7 separate regions of the Mus musculus genome follow, and all the other regions are linked to region 3. The links are chromatin contacts, called in public HiCAR-type and promoter capture Hi-C maps. All regions are on one chromosome and are shown on one strand. Each heading gives the region's core, a stretch centred on a gene start, on an enhancer-like site or on the middle of the called end of the contact. The rest is flanking DNA. Distances are from core to core; before and after follow the strand shown. Region 1 holds the start of Mfsd4b4 (major facilitator superfamily domain containing 4B4). Region 2 holds the start of Tspyl1 (testis-specific protein, Y-encoded-like 1). Region 3 holds the start of Hdac2 (histone deacetylase 2). Region 4 overlaps Tspyl4 (TSPY-like 4). Region 5 holds the start of Rwdd1 (RWD domain containing 1). Region 6 overlaps E130307A14Rik (RIKEN cDNA E130307A14 gene). Region 7 holds the start of Traf3ip2 (TRAF3 interacting protein 2).

Evidence for each region. Promoter capture Hi-C pulls out the DNA fragments that hold promoters and counts their contacts. HiCAR-type assays count read pairs that join an accessible place to other places.
Region 1: a contact with region 3 is called in a HiCAR-type map of astrocytes, with 11 times the contacts expected there. The contact joins the promoter of Mfsd4b4 here to the promoter of Hdac2 in region 3.
Region 2: a promoter capture Hi-C map of hippocampal neurons shows a contact between it and region 3, with 4 times the contacts expected there. The contact joins the promoter of Tspyl1 here to the promoter of Hdac2 in region 3. A contact is called at or near these places in 7 of 39 promoter capture datasets (the 3T3-L1 cell line, the HPC-7 cell line, cranial neural crest and 4 more) and 5 of 115 datasets of contacts at active chromatin or transcription factors (astrocytes, embryonic forebrain, embryonic hindbrain and 2 more).
Region 4: a contact with region 3 is called in a promoter capture Hi-C map of hippocampal neurons, with 5 times the contacts expected there. The contact joins the enhancer-like site here to the promoter of Hdac2 in region 3. A contact is called at or near these places in 4 of 39 promoter capture datasets (cranial neural crest, hippocampal neurons, liver and 1 more) and 5 of 115 datasets of contacts at active chromatin or transcription factors (astrocytes, embryonic forebrain, embryonic hindbrain and 2 more).
Region 5: a promoter capture Hi-C map of pre-B cells shows a contact between it and region 3. The contact joins the promoter of Rwdd1 here to the promoter of Hdac2 in region 3. A contact is called at or near these places in 4 of 39 promoter capture datasets (the 3T3-L1 cell line, cranial neural crest, hippocampal neurons and 1 more), 1 of 484 Hi-C or Micro-C datasets (CD4 T cells) and 1 of 115 datasets of contacts at active chromatin or transcription factors (astrocytes).
Region 6: a contact with region 3 is called in a HiCAR-type map of astrocytes, with 6 times the contacts expected there. The contact joins the enhancer-like site here to the promoter of Hdac2 in region 3. A contact is called at or near these places in 4 of 39 promoter capture datasets (cranial neural crest, hippocampal neurons and liver) and 1 of 115 datasets of contacts at active chromatin or transcription factors (astrocytes).
Region 7: a promoter capture Hi-C map of pre-B cells shows a contact between it and region 3. The contact joins the promoter of Traf3ip2 here to the promoter of Hdac2 in region 3. A contact is called at or near these places in 5 of 39 promoter capture datasets (embryonic stem cells, hippocampal neurons, liver and 2 more), 1 of 115 datasets of contacts at active chromatin or transcription factors (astrocytes) and 2 of 9 other capture datasets (adipose tissue and liver).

What each region holds. Positions count from the first base shown.
Region 1 is chr10:39,897,364-39,900,672 of GRCm38.p6, forward strand. Mfsd4b4 (major facilitator superfamily domain containing 4B4) reads right to left here and starts at 1,843. Exons shown (of 5, transcript NM_001384225.1): 1 at 1,551-1,843.
Region 2 is chr10:34,280,492-34,283,928 of GRCm38.p6, forward strand. Tspyl1 (testis-specific protein, Y-encoded-like 1) reads left to right here and starts at 1,699. Exons shown (of 1, transcript NM_009433.3): 1 at 1,699-3,437. The coding sequence starts at 1,790. The coding sequence ends at 2,929. All of the region lies in intron 1 of Gm26564 (a long non-coding RNA gene), which reads right to left.
Region 3 is chr10:36,972,700-36,976,128 of GRCm38.p6, forward strand. It overlaps Hdac2 (histone deacetylase 2), which reads left to right and starts at 1,845. Exons shown (of 14, transcript NM_008229.2): 1 at 1,845-2,104. The coding sequence starts at 2,053.
Region 4 is chr10:34,298,569-34,301,937 of GRCm38.p6, forward strand. Tspyl4 (TSPY-like 4) reads left to right here. Exons shown (of 1, transcript NM_030203.2): 1 at 1-2,752. The coding sequence ends at 166. Among named protein-coding and RNA genes, the nearest start is that of Gm26564, 2.8 kb to the left of the region's middle. Within about 2 kb of position 1,988, at least 18 of the 459 cell types and tissues checked have an H3K27ac peak or open chromatin away from gene starts, as enhancers often do.
Region 5 is chr10:34,018,102-34,021,073 of GRCm38.p6, forward strand. Rwdd1 (RWD domain containing 1) reads right to left here and starts at 1,515. Exons shown (of 7, transcript NM_025614.3): 1 at 1,265-1,515. The coding sequence starts at 1,337.
Region 6 is chr10:39,671,041-39,674,251 of GRCm38.p6, forward strand. All of the region lies in intron 2 of E130307A14Rik (RIKEN cDNA E130307A14 gene), which reads right to left. Among named protein-coding and RNA genes, the nearest start is that of Gm16364, 59 kb to the left of the region's middle. Within about 2 kb of position 1,736, at least 83 of the 459 cell types and tissues checked have an H3K27ac peak or open chromatin away from gene starts, as enhancers often do.
Region 7 is chr10:39,611,304-39,614,324 of GRCm38.p6, forward strand. Traf3ip2 (TRAF3 interacting protein 2) reads left to right here and starts at 1,631. Exons shown (of 9, transcript NM_134000.3): 1 at 1,631-2,043. Gm16364 (predicted gene 16364) reads right to left here and starts at 2,379. Exons shown (of 6, transcript NR_152259.1): 1 at 2,181-2,379.

The DNA of each region.
Region 1 (3,309 bases), core at 593-3,092, 2.9 Mb after region 3:
AGGAAAGAGATCCCCAGGGCTCACCGGCCAGCTAGTCTGGCTGAATGGGTGAGCTCCAGGTTCAGTGGGAGGCCCTGTCAATAAGGTGGAGGGCAATTGAGCAAGACACCTCTGGCCTCGACGCACACCATCTGCACAAGGATTTAGAATGTAACAAACTATTCTCAAAATATATACTTATATTTTCAAATATGCTACATGCATAAATACGAAATTTAATTGCTAAAAATTTTTAATTACCAAGCACCAAATTTTGATTTTTACACTAAGATGCCAATATTTCTGGCACACAAGAAGTTGTCCCTTTGAACTGTCTAATGCTGACGATAAATAATCTAATCTACAGTTTTCCTCACACTCCAAAGCTATCAGGAGATGTAAGGGCTGTAAGGCTTTCTTAGCAAAATATAACACGGACAGAATGATTTTAACAATAAGATGTTACACAAGATACTGCCAAGAACTAAAGACTTGCGTTTTAGATGAAGTTCCTAAAAACCTTTAAGGAAACGTTTCTGAGTTTTGAGAACTGTGGATTGTGGGCTGGGGACACAGCTGGGTGAAAGCCTAGCATGAAGTCCTGGGCCAGCCAGCGCCCTGTACGTAATAAACAAACAACAAAACCTGATTGTGCTGCACTGTTCTGCTCCAACCCACGTGTGGTTTCCCTGCCCCAAGCACCAGCAACCAAGAACAAAGACCAGGAGCACACAGGGCCACAGCATGTTCATTCAGATCTTCCTGCAATCACTTGCAATACCTGTTACACACGAGGGGCTCCAGTACCTGCAACGCTTTCTTTCTTCCCTACTTTCCCATCAAAATAATTTTAAGAAACTGAAGCTCCAATTGAGGGACCAGAAGGGACTCCGTCAAAGGTTTAGCTCTCATAGCACTCGAGTCAAAAGTTATCACTTTAGGTCAGTGGTTTATAGCTTTCATCCCAGCACTCAGGAGGCAGGGGCAGGAGGATCTCTGAAATTTGAGACCATCCTGATCTACACAATGAGTTACAGCCATCTGGTCCACAAAAGGACATTTCGGGTCAGCAGCAGGTGCTACACTGGGGAACACTGTCTTTATGGCGTTTTTAGTTCTTGCACTTGAGTGAAGAAAATCATTTAAGTATCTAAAGGCTTGATTTAAATAGGGCCGTGTACAGGGTAAGCAACATGTCCTTGATACTATCATTTAACCAGAAAAGCCACTTTCTTCTCTGGGCCCTTTTTTCCATCTGCGAAATAAAGCAGTTGGTTGGATTTGGTCAGGCCCCCTCAAAGCTGCTTTTCTGGGATCAATTTAGAGCTTCAGTGAGTGGGTGAAGGGGAGCAGGCTCCCCATCTTGTATCTCCCCGTTTTCCGGAGGAAACTTAGCTTGCTCGTGCTGGAAACGTATTAATTTTGCCCGTTTTTCCAGATGACAGAACTGAGACTCAGGAGGATTAACCGATATACACCAGGGGTCACGCACGATGCAGGGCACTGAGACCACGTTCCCTGCAGGACGCTTGCTCCAGCCGTGGCCTGGAGGGTTTGGGCCCAGCTCTCACCAGCCCCAGGAAGGCGGCACAAAGCACCACGGTGGTGAACCAGCGCAGCACGCTTTGGGCACGGCCTTTCCGCACGGAGGCCACCGCTTCTGACTCATTCTCTGCGCCCGGGCCGGCTGGGAGGAGCCGCTGCCCTCCCGCCCCTCCGAACTCCAGCTCCAACTCCAGTGTGGCGGCTCCACCTGCCGTGCTCCGTGCACCAGGCCTCCGGTGTGCAGGGAGGTGCCCGGCCCCGCCCGGCCCGGGAGCCAACAACGCCAGGACCTGCCCGCGCGAGCGTGACCTGGGAGCGGAGCCTCCCCGCCGCGCAGGCGCGGTGTCCCTCACGGTAGCAGAGCGCCTGCATGGATCACAGGCCGGAAATAAAGCCGCCGGCCAATCAGGAGACTTCCTCAAACCGGAAGTTGATGTGGTTGCCTTGGGGATCGGACAGCCTGGCCCAGGTGAGAAGTCTCAATTAGGTGAGTTTCCCCGGCCTGGGGAATGTAGGCCAAAGATGTACAAGCTGCAACCCATGCACAAGACGATCCAAAGTTGCAAAACGTTGGAAGAAACCCGGCCTGGAACTGCAAGATGGCAACTTCCGCAGCCTCCTGGGTCACCTGGAAACCCGAAGGTCTTGTCTCTACATGATTTACAAACTGTTGCCCTTGCTCCTTAGACGTACAAGAATGTTGAACGTCAGCTTCTCACTGAACAGATAGTTATGGATCCTTACGTGTAAACTCACACGTGAAGTATCTCAGTTAGTTTACACAACACTCAGAATCCCACCGCAGTCCCATCTATAAATAGGAATATTAGGTTAGAGTAGCAGCTTCTAAAGGCCAGACAACAACCCGCTGGCCTTTACTGAATGGTGAAACAATAGCTAAAGAAAGAATCTGGGACAAAACGAGTTGCATGCACTTGCCTGTAAGACCCCCGAAGCTGGGCCTCCGCTCAAGTCCTGGGATGAGCTGGCCAGCACCTCAGTGACTCGAGAGAAAACCACACCTGATGCAAACTGCAAGAGGTTTTATTATCAGCTAGCTGAGGACGATGTCCCGATGTCCCTCCTCCGTGCAGGGCAGGGGAGTTTGACCCTTAGTGGTAACAGTAGGGGGCTTTTAACAGCTAGCTGAGGAATTGGGGAGGAGTTGGGAGGAGTTGGGAGGAGAGTTCTTCTCTTCTGGGTATCCTTGGTGAAATTTATAAGGCAGGAGTGGGGAGTGAGTTCTTTCTGAATTTTTATCTCCGTGTCCTCAGCACAGGAAGGCAGGCATCTCTGGTTGTAAAGTATAGAAACAAAGGCTTTTTGCTGGCTATAGAGAACAAAGAGCTTCTTTCTGGCTGTATTTTTAGAGATCAGGGAAAACAAGCTTGGGGAACGTCCAGGGGCTTTACCTTCCTGGGAGAAACGCTCTAAATCGGGTCCCACATGCCCACACTTATTTTAACCTGCAGGCAATTCCATTGTTGAATGGACTTGGACATCAGTCTGTCTTTGCCAAATAGCTATGCTAGCTGAAAAAGGAAAACCGTGTTCTTATGTGACTACAGATTTGACCACAGGGACCATAGCCTCAAATGTTATCACATTCTATTTTTTATCTGAAGTTCTTTTCCACTTACACTTCTGTCTCTGATATCCCTTCTTACTTAGACTCCCAAGCTACTACAAAACTTGGTCTTGTTACCCATAAACCAACTTTCTATCTTCAATCATACGATCATTAACTTCTTCCCTGTTTGTCTCGGAAAGGTTTCTTAAATTGGC
Region 2 (3,437 bases), core at 449-2,948, 2.7 Mb before region 3:
AAACAAACCAAAGCTAGAACTTGAATCAAGTTGAAGACAAATGGGGACCTTGTCAGACTAAACAAAACCAAGTGGACACTTCTATATGATAGTTAGTGGAAAATAATAATAAAATGAATCATGTCTAAGATGCATCGTCTAACATTCATAGTTTAGTCTCAGTAAAAGACTGTGGCTCAATTTCATTTACAAGAATCCATTCTGTCATAGGTGTAGCATCATTTTCTAAAGGAGAAGTCGCTCCCTCTAGTGACAGTCGTTGGAAATAACACGCCTAGCAAGAATTTAACCGTGGAAATTCCTTTCTCTGTGTGGAAGAAACAGTGCAAGGGAGAGAGGAGGAGACATTATTTACCAGAACTTCACCAAAATTGGATTACAGTTTCAGAAGACCTGACATAGGCATCTGTGTCACTCTCCATCCGCAGTTACTTTTATGAGATGTGTAATTTTCTAACCACGCCATTCTTATTGGTGCGTTTACCACTGTGATAAATGCCACGTCATATAGTTCTTATAATAACCTAAGTCGGTGACCCCTTTGCTATACTAAAATCGCCACCACTACAGTAAGCTTTATAGTAAAATTGTTAAATTTTCTATTTATGTGTGTAGATGGGTTATATTGTCTATGAACTTTATCGAAAAACGTTAAATGGTGTTTTGGAAATATTTGTTATACAGAAGGTGACATTTTTCTGGTAAATTTGAATTTGAGGACCACGAATAACTACCTTCTTTTTCTCAAAACAGAAAGGAAATGAATGTGTTCTTAAATATTAATCTATTTATGGATGCGGAAAGGAGGTGGGAGAAAATATGTATCAACTTGATATAGACTATGCATTTATGCCTATGTCCTAAAGTGACGTCACATCCCGTTCAGAGAACCCGGGAATCAAATGTCCAGGGCTCAAATCATCGCTCTGTCATTTTCTATGTTATTCTGGTAAGAGACCCAGTCTCTCCTTGTCTCAATAAAATGGATATCTTAATACATCAGAGGATTGTTATGCAAACTATTCGATGCCACGGTGCAAGACACACCAGTAAAAACAATCATTAATGATGACCACAAAATCTTTTCCAAAAAGAATAATTCCCAAAGCAAACCCACAGATCTTTGTTCCCCAGTAACGTCAGAGCTTAGAATAGAACTGAGTTTTTATTATTATTTTGAGCCAACGTGTATGCAGCCCAGGTTAGCCTCCAAGTCAACGATCCTCCTCAGCACCAGAGCACTGAGGCGACAGACAAGGGCCATCACACCAAGCTAGACTTCATTATTTTTTTCAGTTCTGTGGTGGTGGTGGTGGTGGTGGTGGTGGTGGTGGTGGTGGTGGGGAACCGTGGCATTCACCTTGGTTAATACAAACATTTGGCTCCTAGCTTTGTCTAATACCAGGAGGTGTTTTTACCGTTCCACATAAGTGGAAAGGGGATGAACTTGTTTGCAGACACAGACACACACACGGCTGCAGCCCGGATGCGGGCGAAGGGTCCAGAAGCCAGGTCCAGAAGCCCCGCCACTGTCTTCAGTCTCCTAGGATGATTGACATCCCTTTACGGAAACAAACGTGACAACCGCTATCCGCTACATTTACAGAAGCCAAACAAATACGGAAGTCACGAGCTGAAGAACCAATCAGGTGCGCTGCAGGTTCTCGCGAGACTTGCGGGCTGTGGCTCTGGCGTCACTGCGCTGGAGAGAGCGAGGGGCGGAGCTGGGGTTGCGGGGGACCGTGAGGGTTGTTGTTTGTAGGCGGAGGTCTGCGCGACTAGACCCGACATGAGCAGCCCGGAGCGGGACGAGGGGACCCCTGTCCCCGACAGCCGCGGCCACTGCGATGCTGACACTGTCTCGGGGACCCCAGACCGGCGACCGCTGCTCGGCGAGGAGAAGGCGGTGACAGGTGAGGGCCGCGCAGGGATCGTGGGGAGCCCCGCGCCCCGAGATGTCGAGGGCCTTGTCCCCCAGATTCGGGTGGCCGCAGCTAGGCAGGGAGAGTCACCTCCTTCCGTTCGGGGCCCCGCGGCAGCGGTGTTCGTGACACCGAAATATGTGGAGAAGGCCCAAGAAACTCGGGGAGCGGAGTCCCAGGCCCGTGACGTGAAGACGGAACCGGGCACCGTCGCGGCTGCAGCGGAAAAGTCAGAAGTGGCCACGCCAGGGAGCGAGGAGGTGATGGAGGTGGAGCAGAAGCCCGCGGGCGAAGAAATGGAGATGCTGGAGGCGAGTGGAGGAGTGAGGGAGGCGCCGGAGGAGGCAGGGCCCTGGCACCTGGGCATAGATCTTCGCAGGAACCCGCTGGAGGCCATCCAGCTGGAACTGGACACTGTGAATGCTCAGGCCGACAGGGCCTTCCAACATCTGGAGCAGAAGTTTGGGCGAATGCGACGACACTACCTGGAACGGAGGAACTACATCATTCAGAATATCCCAGGCTTCTGGATGACTGCCTTCCGGAACCACCCTCAGTTGTCCGCCATGATTAGGGGTCGGGATGCAGAGATGTTAAGGTACGTAACCAGTCTGGAGGTGAAGGAACTGAGACACCCTAAGACTGGCTGCAAATTCAAGTTCTTTTTTCGAAGAAACCCCTACTTCAGAAACAAGCTGATTGTCAAGGAATATGAAGTGAGATCATCTGGTCGAGTGGTGTCTCTTTCCACTCCAATCATTTGGCGGAGAGGGCATGAGCCCCAGTCCTTCATTCGCAGAAACCAAGATCTCATTTGCAGCTTCTTCACCTGGTTCTCGGACCACAGCCTTCCAGAATCTGACAGAATCGCTGAGATTATCAAAGAGGATCTGTGGCCAAACCCACTGCAATACTACCTGTGTCGTGAAGGAATCCGTAGACCCCGACGTCGCCCAATAAGGGAGCCAGTGGAGATTCCCAGGCCTTTTGGCTTCCAGTCAGGTTAATCTTTGCATTTGAAAATGCGGCCGGAACTGGTCCCTTCTCACCTGTGCTTGAGCAAATGCAACGGGTATGCAGTGTTTTGATTTCTTTCCTCCTGACTTTTCTGCATCTTCTATCTGGATAGTCTCCACCTCGAGATTAAGACTGGACATGCTTCTGCTTTCCCATGGCCTTCATGCTGTTCTGAATTAGTATCTGCTGGTTCACGGCCCTGGCTTATACCCTTTCTAAGCTCAACAATGAAACTGTATGTTACACTGCCTTTACACTGTTTGGACCCTATTGTTTTCAGTCTTACCTGTTTACTGCCACCTAGATGTCTTGCTTTAACTGGGGGCCCTTCTATTTATCTGTTCATCATGTGGCAACGTGGACACAGAGTTTTTGGACAGTTGCTGAGCCTAAACATTGAAGGAGTGGGCCACTGTCTGTGTGATTTTTTTTTTTTTTTTTTTTGGCACCACTTTCTAGGTTATATCACACTCCATTGTGTTTGCCAGTGCTCCTCAC
Region 3 (3,429 bases), core at 595-3,094:
CCAATGATGGCCAACTAGGCCATCTTCTGCTACATATGCAGCTAGAGACACGAGCTCCGGGGGTACTGGTTAGTTCATATTGTTGTTTCACCTATAGGGTTGCAGACCCCTTTAGTTCTTTGGGTATTTTCTCTAGCTCCCCATGTGGATTATCTTAAGAGGGTTTCAATAGTCACATAAGAAAGTCTCTCATTTTAGGGGTGAAGACCACTTTAAAAAAATTCAAATGGCTTGCTGAAAGCCACAGACACTAGAGAAATAATTATGTTTAGGGTAAAGTCGGCTTGTCCTCTTGTGAAACTGTGTCCAACGGAGACAAGCTGAGGAATTATGGGCAATGATAACATGTTAAATGTTGAGCTAAATGTATTAAAAAGCGCAAAAAAACAGGTGTGGTGGGGGAACAGAGGCTAGAAGTCTCCCTGAAAAAAATCAAGTCTTATTTCCTACTTCCCCCGTGTTTGGTCTGGGGAAGAACAATAGTGTTTGCTTAAGCATCTCATTCTGTTTTCAAAACCTTGCATGGTTGACTTGGGAACTGATAGAGAAAATGAAGCAAACAATACTCTGTAATCAACATTAACATCAAAGCTAGCTCTCTCCACTGTGGTCCCTGACCCAACCACGTTAATCTCCCAGGGTCTTGTTAAAACTGTAGGCTTGGGAGAGAAGTGGTTGTGGTGAGGGGTACCTTGGAGTAATTCTAAGTCTCTTGGGGTTAAGCCTGGAAGATTGGTGCTTTATGTATTAAGAGTCCTGGGGATCCGAAAGTAGAAAAATAATGATTTTTGTTAGTGACTCAGTATGGTTCTTACTTCAACACCTCCTCTTAAGGGAGGAAGTAGTGTGTGCATGTAGCTGGAATTTTAAATAATAACAGTTCAGGTGTGTGAGTATTTCATTAGACAGTCAGCTTCCATCCTTTATGCATCCTTTAAGCAGGTTGGTTTAGACAGGTGCACAATAAACGCCAGGCTATTAAACACAGGGACTCCAATATTTAAACCAATTCTTTTGAATTGTCTGGCTAGAAGCACATCCAGTCTGATAAAGTAGACAAAGCACGTGGAGTCTTGAAAAGTTCGACACCCCTTCGGTCCTCAGATGACTATTATTTAGCAATTGAGAGCACTATACTCCTTCTTTTGCCCACACCTATAAGGAGATGGACATGGCACGTACATCCCAGCACTTTTGACAGCTTTAAATGGTGTTTATTACGAGCAGGTATGGATGCTGGGAACAGTGCTTATACCGAGTCCTGGAAATGCTTATTAAACCCAGGAGATACAAGGAGTCTGCCATTAACCTCTCTGTAACTCAAGAGTAGTTATCAGGAGCCAATGAGGGAGAACAAGAGAATTGAAACACGTGGGAATATCGGACCACCAGGTAGCGGGTGTGTGTGTGGGGGGAGGCAGCCCTAGGGAGCTCTCAAGCCGAGGCCCCTCGGGGTCCCCGCGGCACGTGGCGGGCTCGGGCCGGAGCGTCGCGGCGGTGGGGGAGGGGAGCGGCATGAGCCCTGGAGGAGGGGTCTAGACTGCCCGGGATTCGTTTGAGCAGGCGCGGAGTGCGCAGGCTCGGCCCAGGCGCAACCAGTGCGCGTAAGACCGAGGGGTGAACCTCACTGCTGCGCGTCCGGGTCTCTGAGCAAGGGGCTAAAGTCCGCTTGTGCGCACCTCCGGACTGTGTGTGACTACCCGTAGAAACACTACTGTCGCCCTGGCCGGTGGCGTCCACTCCGTCCCGGTCGCTCCCTCCCGACCGTAGTTGTGGTGCCCCCCTCCGCGCAGCCGCAGTGGTCGCTCCCGCCTCGCAGCCCCGCCGCCCGGAGGCCTACCCCTGCCGAGTGTCGCGCGTCGGCGCCGCTGCCTATCCCGCTCTGTGCCCTACGGCCCTCCCGGCACCCGCCGCCGTCCCGCTCCGGGCTGCCCTTGCTCCGAGGGCTGCAGCACCGGCCGTCCCCGTCAGCCCTCTTGTCTGGCCGCCGGGCCGCGGCGGGCGGGAGCAGCCGGAGGAGGAGCCGCAGCCGGGAGGCGGCGGCCTGAGCCCATGGCGTACAGTCAAGGAGGCGGCAAGAAGAAAGTGTGCTACTACTATGATGGTGAGTGGCCGAGGAGCCTGCAGCCGGGATGCGGGGAGGGCGCGGCGGGGTGTCGGGGGTGGCAGCCCGCGGGGACACCAACACGGCCTACCCAGCGGTGGCGTCTCGGGGACGCCCGCCTTCGCTCCTCTCGGGTCCTCTCGGGCACACGCAGGTTTAGGGTGCACTGCCTCTGACCGGTCTCCCGAGGAACCCCAGTTGGCACCCTGGGCCTGACTGCACAAAGCTGGCGTCCTGGAGCTCCGCCCCACGTCCCTGTCCCCTCCCCCGCTCTCCCGGTCCCCCCTTCTCGCCCCCGATCTGTCCGCGCTGCGCTTCCAGCCTCACCCGGGACCCCGGCACCCGGGTGGGGCTGCGGAGGAGTTACTGCTGGCCGGTGGCCAAGTTCGCAGAGCGGCGCTGTCTCGCTGGTGTTTTGCGTGGACTACATCCCTCGCCTTTGTTCGCGTTCTTCGAGCTCCACTTTCTCAGGGTTCAAATGGAAGGGCTGCACTTCCTCGGTGACAATTAAGGGGTTTTGAGTTGGAAGTAGGTAGGTCGTTGGGAAGTGGTAGGAGAGAGGAAGCGTGCAGTTGTTCTTGTTTGATGGGTCCTGGCATGTCTCTATGGGAGGTTATTACCTCCCCCTTCTTTGTTGCTCTTTGTTCGATCTGCTATAATACCCTGCTCTGGGGGGTTAGGAAAGAACACCGGCATCTTGCTTAGGAACTCTTCTACTGTGGTGAAGACCTTGCTGCAGGAAACTTTGAGAAGTGGACTAAATATTCACAATGCAGTGAACGGTACAAGGTGACTGTAAGGATTTTCTAATTTGGAGTATAAGTAGTAATAGTCTCTGGGTTCAGTTACACCAAATGGAATGGTGCCCTGCCTATACAGATTTCACCCAAGACATCAATAGATAAACCATTGAGAGAAGTAATAAGGAAATTTGACAGAACTTTCGAAGCTCATTGATTGAACGCTTGATCTCCACAAAGCAATATGAAATTGGGAGCGTTTTCTGTAGTTGTATTGAAGTCACAGTGTTTGGAGAGGTAGATTAGAGAACTAGGCTGAATGAAACACTTAAACTTGTTAAAATAGTCGTGCATTTTCTTGGTTTGACAGAATCTTTTAATACAAGCTTTAAATAAAATAGCCACCTGTCATTGGCTGGAAAACCAAAAACCTTACAGAAAGCTAGGCCAAAATGGAAAAGGCTGTTTTGTTTTTTGAGACAGGCTCTAAGTTGACCTGGCTGTCCTGAAACTCACTGTGTAAATGAGGCTCTAACTCATAGAGATCCACCTGCCTCTGCCTCCCAGATCCTGGGATTAAAGATA
Region 4 (3,369 bases), core at 738-3,237, 2.7 Mb before region 3:
CCACAGCCTCCTAGAATTCGACAGAATAGCTGAAATTATCAAAGGGGAGCTGTGGTCCAATCCCCTACAATACTATCTGATGGGCGATGGGCCACGCCGTGGAGTTCGAGTCCCACCAAGGCAGCCAGTGGAGAGTCCCAGGTCCTTCAGGTTCCAGTCTGGCTAAGCTCTGCCCTCGTGAGAAGCTCTTGCAGAGGAGTCCTTACCACCTCCTCAGCTTGGCCAGCAGCATGCAGCCTTCTGTCTGCTTTCTCTTCCTGTTGGATTGTGTTCATTGGTTCTTCTAAGTCTCCAGTAGTTTCAAGATTGTGGCTTTCAAGTCTTTGCTCTTCTTTCTCTGGGCCATCACGATGTTCTGCATATATATATATAATGGTGTTCCAAGTGCATGGCCTTCAAACTGCTTCTATGCCAAGTCACGTGCTGTAGTCTGTACTTCGTTCTTTGCATGGCTTGGTCCCTGTCTGTGACATGATCTTTTTTTCATTTTTTTTTTTAAGTGGTTCTCTGCCACAAGAAAGCTTGACACATTCTTACCAAGAACTAGCCAGGCTTCATACTTTCTGCTGTGTTCCCGATATCTATGTACTGTGAAGAACCGTGAGTTTCACCACTGCAAGATGGAACTGTACCCCAACCCAGCCATTAGCCCAACAGGACATTCCAGGCTATTGCCAACTGATCCTAGCTGTCTTCCTGGGCCTTTGCCTTTTACCCTGCTTGTTATCTCTACAACAAGCAGGTGGCTGGTGGGTATGAGTGAAGTAACAGGCGAGGAATGTTTTCTGTCACCTCATTGGTCTTGTACCGTTGGTTGCTGTGCATTGTGATCAGCTACTGGTGAGTATGGAAGCTTGTGCAATTGCCCACTAGTTCTCTCCTGGTTGAGCTTTGCACAGGCCCAAGTGGTTCCTCAGGAACTATCTAAGGACCTAAGTTCCTAGGCAGCACACAGATACCCCCTGCTGTACCAGTTCCCATGGCTCAATTAGCTGCTGGGCAGGATCTGTAGTCTCACGTGGCAGTGCCCAAAGCAAAGCTGAAGTGGCTCCCTTCCAGTGGTTAGTTCTGAGCCCTAACCAACAAATTATTCCTTATCCAGGCACCTTTGATAGGTAACTACTCCTCTTCCTGTGTTCACACCCACTCTGGTTAAGTCAAAGTTGCCTAGGTTTGGGTAGTTAGAAATTGTTTGTGGCCCACAGGCCTTGCTATACCTTTTTCTCTTTGGCTCTTCTCTTTTCACCTCCCCCCAACCCCTTTTCTTTTTAAGGCAGTTACAGCCCAGAGACAGAAAAAACAAAAGACAGCAGGCTTTTTATTTGCTCTCCCCTTGGTTGTATGCAGGCTGGGAAAGGTACTGTAAAGTAGACTCCAAATCTCTCACTGCCCTGACTATTCCACCCTTCTCATAGCAAGGGAGACCACCTCCACTCTTCCCTCCATTCTACTAGGTGCTGTGTCTTTAAGCTCTAGTTTGGGAATCTGAGAGAAGAGAAAGAAGAGTCTCAATGACAGACCCTGTGCCTGCCCTGAGCAGTCTGTGAATGAATGCACCTAGCCCACGTTTCTAAAGGACAGCAGTTCTTTTGTGGGCCTCAGCCTGTAGAAATGACCAGAGAGCAACAATGTGCGACATCTTTGTTGTTTGCCTGATCTTGGCCCTTACCTGTCAGGTTTTGAATGTCCTTCCATGTTTCCATCCTAACAAAGAAGGAAGCAGGCTGTAGAGTGCATTGTGGGAGGGAGACCCCAAGCCTCTTCTCAGGGATGTGGGGATGTGAGGGGTCTGGATTTGCAGGACATGCTCCATTGAATTTGCAACAGCGCTGTTGTGGCTTCTGCCGCTGCAGCCCTCAGGCATTCCCTTTCTGATTGAAAGACCTTGTTGAAAGCTTCTCCAAAGCTCGTAGGTCTGGATACCTTCGTTGGAGGCTGGGAATTTTAAGAGGAGGACTAGAGGGAAGAGCCTGTTGCAGAGTGAGTTTTTCTAGGTCTGCTGAGATGATTGACACATGGAGGGAGCAGGGTTGGGGGCAGGGGTCCCTGAAGCACATTCCAGTGCAAGGAGGTGGGGGAAGGGATCAAGTGGGTTGGGATTTAAAAAGAGACGCTTGGAGGATATTCCTTAGTTTGTTCTAATTTTCAACTCCACCAGTAGATGTTAGTAAACAGATGTAAGTCTGAGTGAGCCTTGCCTGGGGAGATCAATGGTGTGCACTCCTCATTCCACTGCGCTCGATCCTAGTCCCCCCTGTCAGCTCACTGGCAGGATTGATGTTTACAAGCCTGCCTTTTACTGATCATTGAGAACAAGTGCAAACATTTGAATTTCTGTCAGTTGCAGTATGAAGACTCCTGGGAACACTCACTACTAGATTAACTTGTTCTGGTGTCTCTTCATGTATAGCTGTATTCTTAGAAGTTCAATCCGCACAATGATCTCTGAAGTCTGAAGACTTTTTGAAAACTGTTGCTATGTCTTGTAAAAGTGGTTTCCAAAAGACAAATGTAACTGTCCTACTGATATTTCTTGCTGTAGTAAGTAAGTAACACTTGGCATTATCTTCTTAACCCGTGTAAGGACTAGAACTGCTATCAACTAAACGAGGATATTAGTCCTTTGTCTTCTCCTGTGTGCTCAAAGGAAAGATAATGTTACTGTTATATTTCTCGTCTGCACCAAAAATAAATAAATAAATAATAAATAAATAAATAAACAAACAAATAAATAAATGTGAATAAAAAGCTCTATGCTGTCTGGGTGAATGTACAGTTGGGCAATGATGAAGCATTTCACTTTTATTCACAGAACAACATGAACTGAGCAGACCAAAAATGATTCTTTTTTCCTTTTTAGCCAGCAGATGAGAGACTATCTGAACTGGTTTTGAGGCTGCACAGAGAGTAACTAGGGGAGTTGGGTGTGGTGGTACAACCTGTGACTCCAGCTCTTGGGGGCCGAGGGAGGAGGAGCTGGAGTTCAAAGCCAGCCTGGGCTCTAAAGCAATGCACAGGCAGCTGAGCTATGCACAAGGTATACAATAAATATGTACATACATAGCATAAATCTTATATAAGGACTGTATCAAAGGTAGGAAGGAAATTAGGATCTGAAATGGAGGAAGAAAAACAAATGCAAGGGAATGGAGCAGGCCCAGGGCTGCAGGAACGAACCAGCTGTTTTCACAAGTGACATCAGGGTCTAATTTCCAAAGATAAAGCAGAACGACGCCATGTTAACCTGCGGCAAGTGAGTGGCGCTGTCTCCTCAGAAGGACAATACCTTTGTCAGATTAAAGCTGAAAATAAAGGGAATGGTGGCACATTCCGACTACCTCTAGGACAGGAAAAAGGCAGAGACCACCA
Region 5 (2,972 bases), core at 265-2,764, 3.0 Mb before region 3:
ACCTAATATTTAAGACAAGTTAAAAATACTGTATGCCTCATGCATTTTTGTTTCTGCCTACAAAGGGTTCATGCCTATTATATTTCTAACGTGCTAGAAAGGTCTAAACATCGTAATTCAGACTATATCGGACAACTGACACTAGCGCTTTATTTTAGTTTGACACTGACATATAAGCAAGGATAGAGAAGGAAGCCAGACTCCACACATACACTCACCCAGGTAATGACACTCTCAACCCCCTCTTCACTCATCCCTTAACATCCGCAACACAGCTGTATTGCTGGTGCGAGAGAACATGAACTCGACTGGAGCTACACAGGAGTAGCTGAGAGACATCTGCCTGTTGGCAAAGCAGAACAAAATTTGCTTCCATTGCAAAAAGTTGGTCAAAAAGTGAAGCCAAGAAAGAAAACTAAGCTAAGCAATGAAAGGGATGGTTTAGGATTTAAAGTAATATGCCTTGGGTTCTTAATTCAGACACTAAGTAATACTTGACAACACTTGGAGGAAGGGTTGTGGAATGTAAATCCCATCAATCCCCAGCCTACGTTCATACTGACTTTACCTTGAGTGCTTCCCTAATTTGAGAAGACCCATAGATAGGTTTTCCATGGAAACAGACTCACAAGGAAAGATTCTACTAATGAATTTCCTGACGGATGCTTTCCCTTAGACCCAATCAGCTCTTCCTACATCTAAGCTGAGGCTGAATCCTTAACCGAAGTCTTCAGGATGTAAGAACTAAGGACCTCTGGCTGGAGGAGGGAGAGCACAAGCCACTTGCCTTCCCTGGGCCTCCAGAACCTCGACGACGTCTAAGATACCTAAGAACCACAGCGACCACATCGTTCATCAGGCATTCTGCAGAATGCCTGATCACTCTTATAGAGAGAATAAGACATCCCCGAGTGTGCTGCTCTCAAAAGCCAGCATCCCAATCTTCTCAGCAGGGAAAACAGCTGCTACTTCACCAGAGCTTAAAATAGGAGGTAAAGGGGGGACATTAAGCGGCTCTGGAGAAACTCATCGCACTGCTAGTTCCCCCCACCCCCCGCGTGCTTCAGTGAATCTCGGATGACGGAGGTTACGCGAAACCAAAGCGGTCAGGACCAATTCCAGGGCCTCCGCAGAGCCACCCGGACCTTCGGATTTCAGGACAGTGGGGAAGGAAGCAGGCGAGTGCTGGAAACTGTCTGGAGAGCGGCAGGAAGGGCCGCGGGGCCCCGGCCTCCGCCCCGGAGCAGGAGGCCGCCAAAGTCACCTGTGAAGGAGTCGGGGTAGATGGACTCCAGAGCCTCCAACTCGTTGCGTTGTTCCTCGCCGTAATCTGTCATCGTGGCCCGCGTTGTTGCCCGTGCATCGGCGCGACTCCCTGGCGGCGGGCTGCAGCGGACACCGCGGCCGCCGGCTGCCGGGCGGGCGCACGCGCAGAGTCGGAGTGGAAAGGCCTGGAGCCACGCCTGGCACGGATTGCTGAGAAACAGCCCCGGCTCCGCGGGCCGCCCGATCCCCGCGTCGGAGTTCGACTCATCGCGCCTGGAATGCCGGCCGCCGATTCGCTGCCTGTCTGCGACGGCTCGGGATTGGCTGGGGGGTGACCGCAGCCCGCCCGGCGTTCGGGAAGGACAGCTACTGCCCGCTGCTGGGCTTTGCTGGCTTCTGATGGAGACGCCTGGCAGAGAGGCATCGCCATTCTGCGCTCGATGTGTCTGGTCTGAGTCTCGCGCAGGGCGTGGTAGTGGCGCCGAGGGCGGGGCGCGGAGGTCCAAGGGCTTCCGCTTTTCCGCGTTCCTAAACCACGTTTGTCGCCCAGAGCAGCCTGTGGGCGACAGCCAGCCCGGCTTCTTGGAACTTTCAATGGCCTGATCTGTGCAGACTCCTGGAAGCCGAGCTGGGACTTGGGGTCGGGGTTCGTCCAGAGGTCTGTCCCAGGAGGAACCCGGGAGGAAGGCTGAAAGTCGAACCAGAGGTTCTTGCACCTCACTTTAAAGTTGTGAAATAAGTGAGGCGGAAAAATTGACCTAAAGACTTGTTCAGTTGTTATTTCAGCGAACAGATAAAGGGGCGGATCTTAGTGACAGATTTGACTTTGCCAAAACTACAATAAGATACCGGAAAATAATACCTTTGATTTAGCTCTACTTCTGCTGATAGATTTGACAGCTTCAAGTCTATCACTACAACCAAAATGTCAAATGCCGTAACGGCAAAACTAAGAAAACAGATAAATATGTCTTCTTTTTTAATGAACACTAAATAGTTACTTGGTTTATATTTGTTTATAATAAAGGAACACGTACTAGCCTAAACAAAATGTGGGGAAATGTACCTCGGGAAGAATACCCCAAACATACTAAAAATGTTTCCCCAAATTTCTCTACCTTCCTTGTGTATTAAAGCTGGCTTTACTTGTATTATGCAGGTTCCATAGATGGGCTTTTTTGGCTTTGGCTTTGTGGTGATTGTTGCTGTTGCTTGCTTGTATCTTGCTTACTAGCCAGGATTGCCAGAACTCGTGTTACCCCTACCCTGGCCTCAGTGGTGCTGAGATTGTAGGTGTGAGCCACAGTGCTCCAGTTACACAGAAAGAGTTTTTTGTTTTGTGTTTAATTAGCAAGTATTCCTTACTTACAGTAAAGGAAATGCATTATGTCAAAAGTATTATGGTTTCTTGTTTTAAATAGATTAAGGGTTGCTTTTTGCCTTCTTTTAAACTTTAAAGGGGAGAAAAGGAAACTTCTGAGATGAGGTAGCATTTCAGATATAAGCTGCATATTTGTTTATTCAAAGGAATTCCGATGATTAGTTACCAGAATAGACTTCTAGGAACAGCTGCTTTAAAGTTCTGAAGGAGACAGATCACTTGGCAGGTTGGAAGACAGTGTGGAGCATTCGCCATGATCTAGTTGAGGGGCTGAGGCATAGATTATGAGGAATTCTGGAAGTGTTAGTGACTCAGACTCTTAACT
Region 6 (3,211 bases), core at 486-2,985, 2.7 Mb after region 3:
CTTATAATTAGGGGGGAAAAAGCTGCTGTTTTAAAAGAAATAATTTCTTGTAAAAGGATATGTAAAATGTGCCCATTGTTCAAAGCTATACTGAATTGTTCAAACTACTAGTGACGCTGTTATCTCTCGGCAGTAATATTATTGTGATATTCACTTAAGCGTTCTTGCTTCTTTGTAATCCACTAAGTTTGTATGATTAAGTCTTTAATTCAGGCAACAGTGACCCTCTGCTTTGTTGTACTCTTATAAGGGAAATATTTAAAAGACTTGGACCTCATACAAAAATCTACACGGCCGACCTTTTAGAAGGTTCTACCCAGCCACCCCGCTGACTAGATTCTGAAGTTACCTTCTTACTCACAGCACTCTGGCCCCTGGATTCCCCTGCCTTCCCTCAAACATGCCAGACTGATGGCTCTCACAGACCTTTACAGGACCTGATCCTCTGCCCAAGGGGAGGACTCTCTTCAGACTCTCTGCAACCTCACAGACACCATCTCCTGTACCCTGATTTTCTTCACAGCAGCCATCAGCATCTGGGGCAGCTCTGCCTGCCAAGAGTGGCTCACTTTCCTGAACATGTGGTATGACTACACTTTCTGGCCCTCTGTAGCTGGCTGTAACCCTATGGCTTCTTTTGGCCCTGAAAATGAGAGACATGCCATGTATCAGTTATAAGCTTTGAGAATCCGTGTATCATTTGATATTCTCCCTAAGACTAGCCTTACCCCCTGGTGGTTCTCTGGATGGCCTGGGTGCCATGTGGAAGTGACCCAGAGGAAAGTCCCTCCTTCTGACCTTCAGTGACCACTCTTTGATGAGGACTAAAACTTTTTTTTGCTTCAACCTCTGAGATACAAGCGTGTTTACTGCCACCAACCAGTGTAATGTACCCTGACTAACATATTTATCTGTTTTCTGTCTCTCCTCTTTAAATTTTTATCTATATAAATATAGGACTCAGCCGGGCGTTGGTGGCGCACGCCTTTAATCCCAGCACTCGGGAGGCAGAGGCAGGCGAATTTCTGAGTTCAAGGCCAGCCTGGTCTACAGAGTGAGTTCCAGAACTGCCAGGGCTACACAGAGAAACCCTGTCTCGAAAAACCAAAAACCAAAACCAAAAAATAAATATAGGACTCTGTTCCCTGCTGCATCCCCAGTGTCTAGAATAGTGGACACAGGTTCTATTCTCAGCATTAGCTGGACAGCTGCATGAACCATGGCTTGATCACACTGTGTGAGACAGGAGATTTAACAATGGCAGGTAAATCTAACCCTGTAAAGATTAATTCTACAGAAATGTCCATTCAAGCTAATGGAAACCCATTTCAAGATCCCAGGGTCTAAAAGGAGAACTCACCTTCAAGTAACAGAATATAAAGTGGCCCAAACTGTAAGGATAAATGGAGATCTAGCACGAAGCTGGGGGTGTGGGGGCAGGTGTCGGTGACAATCTAACTAACAAGGATTAGCAGTGTTTGTGTCAAAGCTGAATGCTGCTGTGGTTCCCTTTCCCGGTGTGGACATTAGCATTCGAAATGAATGGAGCTTCACAGAGCCAGGATTTTCTCTGCCCTTATCATAAACTGGCCTGTGAGCCCCTCCGAGGACTCCCCCTAAAGCTGTGTGGGCTTTTGTGAGCTGCTGCCCTTTCATGGGCTTCCTCCTCATGTGCCTGCATTGGGACAGGGATAATGCATTTCCTGTATCATGTGGCACAGCACAAGGAAACTCTTTGTGTCCCTACAGAGGAAGAGTCCATCTGTAAGTAGTTTTTAAGAGTGTACTGAAGGGTCTTGTTAGGGTGACTTACTCTCCCAGTTAGATTTGGGTGATGGAGTGGACCACGTGACAGACATGCATAATGAGCTGCTTCAGCTGCTGCCAGTGGGAAGCAGGGACTGTGGAGTGAGAGTCTCACAGTCATTGAGAGCAGGACCAGTCAGGAGAGGTGAGCCTCCTTCTGAGTTGCCTTTTCCCACTGCCACAATGTTCCAGTGTTATGAGGCTTCTGCGTTTACTGGTTTCTCACAAAGCAACTGCCTTTCCAGTTAGTTCCTAATTCAAACTGGAAATGCATGATTTCTGTGCAGTTCCCTAAAGAGCAAGCATTAGCAAGATGGGTCGGCAATCATTCACGAAATGCATTTGGAAGGAGTCTTTCCATGTTTTGTCATGAAAACAGGAAATGCATCTTATCCCAGAATGAGAAGGCTGGATCTGGGTTTGCCTTTTCCAAACTATCTCTTTTCCTCCTCCTTGTATTTTCTTTTCTCTATTCCAATGATTCCCTTCCCTCTCCTTATACACTAGTAATTAATCTCCTAATGACTATGACAAGGCACATCACTGGTTGCACACTTTCTGTGGGTGGTACACAACAGTGACTTACAAACTTCAAACCACCGGCTCACAACTCTATTACTGAAGTGGCCCACCTTGAAGTTAACTTTGGATGCGTCTGGTGGTGCTGAGGAAATGGGCGAGGGGGCGGCTAACGCAGCCATTCTGCTCTGACCTGACCTTTGATGTGACAAGTTCATGGATCAATGATACATCTGATAGCAAATCCAAATCCACTACAGCTGCTGAGATGGCTCAGAGAGGACTGTCAGGAAAAGGACTGACTGGGTAGGAGGCAGGAACTGAGTTGGACCTTCAGGCACAGGTATGTTTTAGGTGTTGAAAGCGCAAAATACTCTATTAGAGATCAGAAAAGTGTGACATTTTGACTGACTTCAGCTTTTTTTGTGACACCCATCTTCATAGCCTCAGTTTTTCAACTAACTACACATGTCAGCTACATAAGTCATCTAAGGAAGGTTTTTAAATAGTCATCAAATGTTTGTAATTGGCAATTAATCACAGCAAAGATTACCAAGACTCCACAGCTGTGAGCTTTATGCTGGCTATAAAGATGGGGGAATTATTTGTCCAGTGTACCAATGAGTGTCGCAGATCAGTGCTGCAGAATGGGAGGAAAACAGAAAATAGGCTCTGAGAAAGGACAGCACAGGCTTCCAGTAGCTTTGGAGGCCTCCTTTGGACACTTTAAAGTATGTCACTTTCACATTGGTGGCTTTAGAGACTTTTTCTTTATGGACAGAAAGCTGTCACTCTACAAAAAGTCCCCAGTTCCTCAGCTACTTCCTTCTGACCGGCTCTGGCTGACAACTCTGGCTCTTTTCTGCAGAGGAATGGCAAAGCCTGG
Region 7 (3,021 bases), core at 381-2,880, 2.6 Mb after region 3:
TCCTTTCAGTCTAAGCTTGCCAGGCATGCGCAGACAGAAGTTTCTCGGCGCAGGAGACTCTCTATAAACAGTTTACATCCTTGGGCTGCTTTCCAGGAGGGGCCCAGCAGATGCTCTCAGCAAGGAGCTGTTATCCCATTCCCCAAACTCAGGATGGATTCAGAGAGGAGGGGTGCCCAGCAACCTCAGACAAGCCTTAGGCTTGCTGCCTTTCCCCCAGGCCACAGCTCTCATTGGGTGGAGACTGGCTGTCCTGACTCCTCATGGAAAGGGTTCCAAAGGCAGAGGTTTCCAGAAACTACTCTGAGGCTCATCTCAGCCCATTTAAGGACAGCTATGAGAAATGAGTTCATCTTCTCTCCTCTACCACCCCTTCCATGCCTTCCTTTCCTGTTCTCCTTTCAATGCTGACAGCTGCCCCTCCCCAATTACCCTCGTTTCAGCCACTCCACAAGGAGTGTTGTTTTCCCCCAACCCCTAAGATCTAATAATAATGTTCGAGGCAGAAAGTTCAAGGCTGAGCTAATAAATATGGGACTATCAGGCCTGTGTTACCAGGCTCAGCTACAGCCATTTCTGACGTGATGATCCAACAGGTATACAGTGACTGCCTACAATGTCATAAGCAGTGTCCTACATGCTGGGGACACCTCTCTCTCTCTGTCACTACATATATATATATATATTGTCAAGAATAATGTTTTATTAAATAATTTCTCAAAGCCACCTTCCCATGTTTGTACAAATAATACAAATGAATACAAATTTTCATTGTTTTAACAGCTAAGTAGTACTTCATTGTAAGAACACACCACAATGTGTACCACTTTATTATAAAGTTTTAAAAACAAGCCACATTCCCTTTGTTTATAATGTGTGGTACAACTTTAAGTGTAATACTTAGGCAGACCTGGGGCAATCTGATTGAGGACATTTTGGGCAATGTTCCCTATGCAAGAGTGGAGAGACTGGACTGGCTCAGTCTGAGACACTTTCTATGGTAGAGGGGGGAAGTTCAGTGGCTGCGATCAGTGCTGGCTGGTGGCCTGAGAGTTCACACCCGGACTGGCTCCCATCACCCTCCAGTGCTTTAGAAATAACCTGGATTTATATTACCCACACATAGCATGGTGCCATTGTTCTGCCTCCAGGATCCCTGTCTGTGCAATAAATTCTGTAGTGTACTGAATAAACAAAGGGAAAAGAAAGAAATAAACTTAAGATTGTGAAATGAGAGCCAGGCAGTGGTGGCACATGCCTTTAATCCCAGCGTTAGGAGGCAGAGGCAGGGGGATTTCTGAGTTCGAGGCCAGCCTGATCTAGAGAGTGAGTTCCAGGACAGCCAGGGCTACACAGAGAAACCCTGTCTCGAAAACAAAAACAAACAAAAAAGCAAAACAAACAAAAACCCAAATCAAAAGATTGTGAAATGAGAAGTCAGAGGTGTGTGTGTGTGTGTGTGTGTGTGTGTGTGTGTGTGTGTGTGTGTGATACAGTCCTGCACAGGGCTGTAGGCAGTGAATCCTTTGCCCCATAGTTACAGGCAGCAAATCTGTTTTGGTGAGTTAAAAAACACAGTTAAAAGTTCTTGCTTCATATTCCCTCCCATTATCAGGCCCAGGCTCGTTTGAAGCTGCTCAAGAATAAGCAGTGTGAAGACCGCAAGTTCTGTCTCCGGGAGACACCTTCTCAGGCGCTGCAGTAACCCAGAAGCCCGGGGCATTCCTCACAGTTTCTTATCTGGGTGGTAAAAGCAGGATGCAGCCTAATTGGTTGCTGGTTCTCTCTGGTGAACGCAAGAGGTTTCTGTTTTAAGAAATAAAGTGACTTCTTGGCGGTTGATTCACTGCCCCACGGGGAGAGGCTGAGCAGAGGCTTCCTCTCCGTAGAGATTTGCATACAGCATCCACTTCCTGCTCGAGAGCCTGCTCCACCACTTACCTGGGACTGGAGAGGGCGAGGGAGGTCTGAGCGGCCCAAGGTGGATCCCCGTGAGCAGAGCCAGCGACCACCCCCTGGGCCGTCTGTCGGTGGCGATCTTAGGTAAGTGAACTCACTGGTGCCTGGCTGCTCTGACCTCTTTAACCACTGGCCGGCTTTCCAGTCCACTGGCTTCTCTGTTGCCACAAGGTCCTGATCTCACTTCCCTCCGCCCTCCGCCCTCATGCCCCCACCTTTACCTTGTCCATCTGGAGGCCAGTTTGAGCTGAGACTGTGACAGAGTTCCAGCAGGAATGTGGCGCCAGTTTAGGGTTTCTCTCGGGCAGGCCTGGCTGAGTTTAACTCTATAAGGAGAGGCACACAGCACTACACGCTGCCGGGTTGGAGTTTTCAGTACTCATAGTCAGCCATCAAGAAATCAAAGTACGCAGTGAGTTCAGGGCCAGCCTGGGTGACGTAGCAAGAACCTGTCTTTAAAAACGAATCAAAACTGTTTCTCCAAGGAGGGAGCCATGGTAGAAAGGATTAAGTACTTGGCTTTCAGCCCAAGACACGTCAGGGACTGCGGGAAGGCCAACTCCCAGTTTTTCTCTATTTTATGCTGGGGGAAAATACCAGCCTCACATTCTTGGGTCAGAAAGTGCTCGCCGCCCCCCCCCCACATTCCCCCCCCCCCCAGGCCTCCATTTCCTTTAGCCAGTGGTTTGCTGGGTCTGGATGGTGCTGGGGAGGCCAGAGAAGAAACACTGGATCTTGGAAGCTGCCTTCTCTGTGACTTCCTAGTTCACAGTGGCCTCTTAGACTAGAGACTTTTTCTAAGGGTGTCGTGGAAAGAAACCAAATTAGTAATTGAAAAAAGCAGAAAACGTGCTTCCAAGTTCTCCCTCCACTTTGGTGTGGGTGCATCTCTTAGGCAATTCTCTTTGGCTCCCAGATGCCTGGATTTCTTCATCCACAAAGTGTGTGTGTGTGTGTGTGTGTGTGTGTGTGTGTGTATACATATGTGTGCACTCACACACTAACATGATTATGTCTAAATTCTTTTCTAAGAAACCAAGGCCAGGGTAGTCCCAGAAGGGT